Regions from separate parts of the Mus musculus genome. Here region 1 is linked to region 2. Evidence: chromatin contacts called from public HiChIP or PLAC-seq data. All regions are on one chromosome and are shown on one strand. The core of a region is the stretch at or near the end of the contact, and the rest is flanking DNA. Distances in the headings are between cores, read along the strand shown. Region 1 has its middle 370 kb from the start of Gm32651. Region 2 has its middle 33 kb from the start of Tfap2b.

What was found. HiChIP or PLAC-seq counts read pairs in DNA pulled down with a chosen protein or histone mark.
Region 1: an H3K4me3 HiChIP or PLAC-seq map of neural tube shows a contact between it and region 2, with 10 times the contacts expected there. The contact joins two enhancer-like sites. A contact is called at or near these places in 6 of 115 datasets of contacts at active chromatin or transcription factors (craniofacial prominence, embryonic basal ganglia, embryonic hindbrain and 3 more).

Annotation. Positions count from the first base shown.
Region 1 is chr1:19,972,754-19,975,453 of GRCm38.p6, forward strand. No RefSeq gene overlaps it. Among named protein-coding and RNA genes, the nearest start is that of Gm32651, 370 kb to the left of the region's middle. Within about 2 kb of position 1,413, at least 27 of the 459 cell types and tissues checked have an H3K27ac peak or open chromatin away from gene starts, as enhancers often do. A contact at or near this core is called in neural tube, where this site is marked.
Region 2 is chr1:19,240,298-19,242,997 of GRCm38.p6, forward strand. No RefSeq gene overlaps it. Among named protein-coding and RNA genes, the nearest start is that of Tfap2b, 33 kb to the left of the region's middle. Within about 2 kb of position 1,279, at least 32 of the 459 cell types and tissues checked have an H3K27ac peak or open chromatin away from gene starts, as enhancers often do. A contact at or near this core is called in neural tube, where this site is marked.

The DNA.
Region 1 (2,700 bases), core at 163-2,662, 730 kb after region 2:
GCCACAAAACCAAGGTGTATTGAATTTAATTAAGCTAATTTTAATGAAGTGTTCTTTCTTTGAGTTACTTCCTTTATATGGAACTACTGGGTTGCATCCAGGATCTGGGTCGTCTCTTGCCATGTTTCCCTGGCTCATCTTTCTTCTCCTGTCTCTATATCTCATATTTCTATTCAGAGAAAATGGTGGATAAGCAGAAAACAGAAAGAGGAAACATCTGGTCTTGAGACAAGCATCAAAACTGATCACTTACAAACCCAAGTATTTGCTTTGGAAAATAAGTCCGGAATATCATCAAACAATGTGAGAGGAAATTGCCAGACTTTTTATTTTCACACTGCCATCAAGGAAGGAAGCTAGTGGGACTCAGCACATGTACACTCACCTAGATCTCTGTGTTATGGATTCACAGTTTCAAACCTAAAGAGAGAGTGTGTGTGTGTCCCCTCATCCTTTCCATTCACTATCAACACCCACTGCTTTATAAGTGAGGAAATCAAATGTCCTTCTGAGATAAAAGACTGACCTTTCTTCTGGATTGTTTTTTAAAGAAAAAGTCCCACAAAGCTGAACATTCATTTCTGGAAGAATCCAATATAGCTCTGTTCCAATGCTCACTTTTATTCAAAGTTCGCAATTTGAAACTAAACATTCTGCAGGGACAGGCTACGGCAGCCTCACTGCTGATGGTATTTTTCTCAGCCTCCATACATGGTAATAGACCGCACAGTCTGAGGCTTTTTCAGATGGGCTGCCCAATTATATTTTTTCAAAGATGTTTTGCTGACATCTAGAGGCATTTGGGTAATAACACTTATTAATAATGATTCTTCTCATTTATAGGGTGCCTTGCATTGCATGCTCCCTCTGCACTTTACACACATTAATTAATTACACATCACAGCACCCCAGTGAGGTGGAGTGGGTGGGCATTATTGTGTGTGAAGGATTTATTGATTTTCAGAGACAATATATAGCTGAGGCACAGAGGGAAAGCGCATAGGAACAGGGATTAAGGGAAGAAAATAAAGACAGAGGGTGAATGCAAACGAAGTAAATACAAATGAGTACAACCCCACTATGCTCCATAGAAAGAGACTATTACCTGGAAGTTTTAAAGGAGTGAACATTAACATACGTTTGTTTGGGACTTCTGCAAAAATACCTAGGAAATTGAAGGGAACATTTCTTCAATTAGAATTCTAGTGCTGTGGTTTGAAACCTGTTCTCAGTGCTTCCACCATGGGTATCCTGGCATCCTGGATTTTTCTATGAAGTCACGAAGGGGCTGTGGTAGGAGCAGGGCCTGTGGGCTTGCAGTGGAAGTATTTCATGAGTTCAAGACAAGGATTGGGATCCTGCATGGCCATCCAGACAAGGGAAGGAGAAGTGACTTCAATGCAAAAGTATGCTAGGAGGCTGTGGAATTCAAACTATGCCACAGAGTTCCATAAATCAACTGTCCTTTGAAATTCTTCTAGGCTTGTTTTATGGCAATGGCTCAGATAACTGTTCTTTTGAAGCAGTAACTACTCTGGCTTTTCATGGCAGGCATCGTTCTTATTTATCTTCATAGAACTAAAACTTCCAGGGCTTACTATTTATTTCTAAACTGAAAGGTAATATTCTCCTTAGAAAGAAAAATGTTGTAAACACTAGCTTGAAGTCACCAAGACATGATAAAAGACTGGCAAAAAGCATTATCCTCTTTCTAAAAGTTATTGTAATGTTCTATCATATGACAGTCACAATAAGTTGCCTTTAAAACAACTTATTTTAGTCAAATCCGATGAAAGGCAGCAAGAAAGTAAATTGAATGTAAATGATCATAAATGGGTCTTAGACTTCCAGCGCTGATTTTGAAAACTAAAACTTCCCCCAAATCCCCATAGCAACTGAAACCTGTTACTAGAACATTGCTGTTTCTCGTGAATCTTTGTTGACAATGTAATTCCCAGGATGGGCTCAAACTTAGAGAAAAATGGGCTCAGTTGGTAAGAGTGTTTGCTGTGGGACCATGAACACATGTAACAAGCCTGGCTGCTCCCTTCTGTGAACCCCAACATTTTGTGGGGTAAGATTGCTGGAACTCACTAGCTGTCAACCTAGATAAAAAGAATGTGATTAATCAAGAGCACTTGCCTCTGCCATGTACACATGAACATACACAAATACACATACACACTGAGAGAGACAGATAGACAGACACAGACAGACAGATATACAGACAGACATAAAGAGCTCAGAAACTGGTGGGATTTATTAGAACTGATTCCTGTGGAAACTTGCAGTGTCCTGCATGGCCATGAAAGAGACAGAATAACATGGTTCCTGCCCCTGAGACAGAGCCCACAGGGGGTGGACTTCCATGAGTGTCCATGGTTTCTGTGAGCATAAGGCTTGTTTCTATAATAATGCATATATTTTCACATTCCCCCTTCAAGGAATGTCTTCTTTGCGAAGGTTAATGACTCCATGATAATCAGGGACAGCAGGAGTCTGGGAGGCAAGGGTGTCTCAGCAAAATGGGAGAATGCTGTGACCTACAGGACAATTCTTCATGCTGTGGGAAAGAACACTCAAAACATGAGTTCAAAAATATATAATTTTTCAACTATGCAAAAATCTAACAATGCAATATGAATTTTATAAGGTGCTTCACAGACCTAAAGGAACAGAGGCACTGTGAGCCAGCTTGTC
Region 2 (2,700 bases), core at 29-2,528:
GAGGGTGGGGGATGGGAGGAATGTTTGGAAGCTGCAACCATCACTACAGTACAAGGCCATAGAGGACATTAGGGAAGACTTCAAGCAGAGCTCACAGGTCTTTAACCTTGCCTGCAAGGGAATCTTAAGTGGTACTGGAGGTGGAATCCTTGCCCTCTCTCTGAGCCTGGAGCTCTCTACGGCATCCACAAAACTTACCTTCCCTCCCCTAACTGATCACTGGCTTAAGATCTTCATTAAGGAAGAAGTTTAACGGTTTAGAAATTTAAAATGCTTTTTCTTTTCCTTATTTGAAAACAACTGGTCCCGTGTTCATCCCTGGGGATACGGCTGTTGATGGCCCTGTGGGTCTTCTCCTTTGCAAGAAGGCCCGTTACAGCTTCCAGACACCCTGGCTTCCTTTTGGGTTCAGACCATGGTTGTCTGCCTTTTTGAAGACTCAAATATTAAACGTGCAGCACACAAGTCCATTAATTTTAACTTCCCATTAATCTATTTATAACGGAGCCAGTGGAGCTCTATAAATACGGTCCTATAAAATTGAAGTCTTTCCCATAAATCTTGCAAGTTGTTTATTTACATGTATTTCCTGGCCCTTTAATGGTCCTCCTGTAAACTCGGGGAAGACTCTAGCGGACCCCACCCAGGATGGCGTGTGCGCTCTCTCCTCTCCCTTCTCCCTGAGCCTTCAAGGAGTTTGATGCAGACCAGGAAGAGGATAAGGCAGAATCAAGAGGGTGAGATTCATTTTTACTCTGACTTTGTTTCTTAGTTTCTATCCGAAACCCTCTCTCCATACTCCCCGTCACAAGCCTCATGTTGATTTATATCGTCATAAACAGCATTCTTGCAACTGTATTTCGTCTCATAGCTTGGGGTGAGCGCCTTTTTAACATCCCTGGCAGCCACTACTTTAAAATCGGGCCTCATAAATAACCTTAAGGGCTTGTTCAAGATGAGATCCGTCAAATGTCTTTCGCCATCCACTTTTCTAGTTTGGGTCTCTCCATGGCTGTCCCCAAGGCCACTGGTTGGTGCAGCTTTCCCGCCACCCCCCCCCCCCCTCCCCGCCCCCGGCTGCCTACGTGCTACCCCAACCAGAACTGCAAAATTTAGAGACTGGGTACCAAAGAAGTAAGGCCTCCTCAGAAGCGGCTGCAGGAGCCAGCGCACTGGACTCCCTCAGCCCACATCTGTGAGCACTCTCCTGGTTGTTTGATTCGGAGTCGCAGGCGCGCCCGCCCGCCTGTCTTTGCACTCACACGCGCACAGACGCCGCAGAGTTCTAGGGCGGATCCCCATTAGCTAGAGCCTGGTTGGCTGAGTGGTGCCTCTGCCAGGCTTTCTCCTGTGCTACTTGGGAATCAATAGGTTCTAGCGTTGCAAATTGCTGCGGCGTGGGCAGCACCCCTACAGGATTCCTTTCCTTTTTCCTTTCCTTTCCTTTCCTTTCCTTTCCTTTCCTTTCCTTTCCTTTCCTTTCCTTTCCTTTCCTTTCCTTTCCTTTCCTTTCCTTTCCTTTCCTTTCCTTTCCTTTCCTTTCTTCTTTCCTTTCTTTTTCTACACTCCCCCTCCCAGAGCTTCTTATGCAGGTATTGAGGAAGCAGTTTTGTCACAGAACTTTAACGCATTTGACTCTGGTCCCAAGTGATCACCACCTACTTGTTCTGAGCCTATCGGTTCCTGTTTCTTCTCCGAAGGGCATACTGGAGCTGACTCAAGGAAGAGGAGTGAGGAGGTCGTGGGAGGGAACAGTCACACCTGCTGCCCAGAGAGGCCTCTGCATAAAAACACTCTGTAAATTTTAGAAAAGCCACATAATGGCTGATGGCCTTACCAAAGCGTGACCTGCCCAGACCCACCAATTAACGTCCCAGGCGTGCCTGCTTTCGGATATTAGCAAACACTTCAAGGATGTGGTTGTCAGATGTCATTAGTCGAGTCGTGCTCAGCAGCTGTTTGATTAAGAAGGAGGAGGAAATAGTCATGGCATATAAGTAGAATATGTGGTGGTGGCAACGGTGGGATGTTAGAATTTTTCCACTTGAGCAGACAAATGTCCCAAGTGATCTGAGTGAAAACAAACTAGCATGTGAGCAGTGGGCTACAGAGGGTTGGTGACAGGATGTTTTCTGGGACTGTAGAGAGAATCATACTTTTAGTATGGAAACTCCCCCAAACTGGTCCACTACAGAGACTGGCTTGTGTGATCAAGTCCTGCTAAGCTGGAGATTCAGAGCCCTGGAATCTGACATCCCAATCTCCAATTAGCACCTCAGAGCACAAAAGGGCTGATGGCTATTTAGGAGGGCAGAATGTAACCTGTAATCGAATGTCTAAAGAAATGAAATACACAGGACATACTTAAAAAAGAAAAAAATAACACTTGTAAATTGCTTTTTCCTTGCAGGTGGAATTATAACATCTGAGGACCTGGTGTGGGAGTGAGGGGACCCAAGCCATTGCAAATGGGGGGAAAAGGCAAGCATAAAAACAAACCAAATTTCAGTCCTCCTTGGGCTGTTCCCATCAAACAAATCCAAAAGAAACATTTTTGTGACTGTGTTAACTTGGACACTAAAGTATCAGGCTTTGACTAGGATGAACTGGGTATAATTAGTATCATGATAGGTAGTTTTGCCAGGTGGCCAGATGAGAGACATACCTTGGAGATTGCAGTTCAGGTTGTTTTCCCCTGCA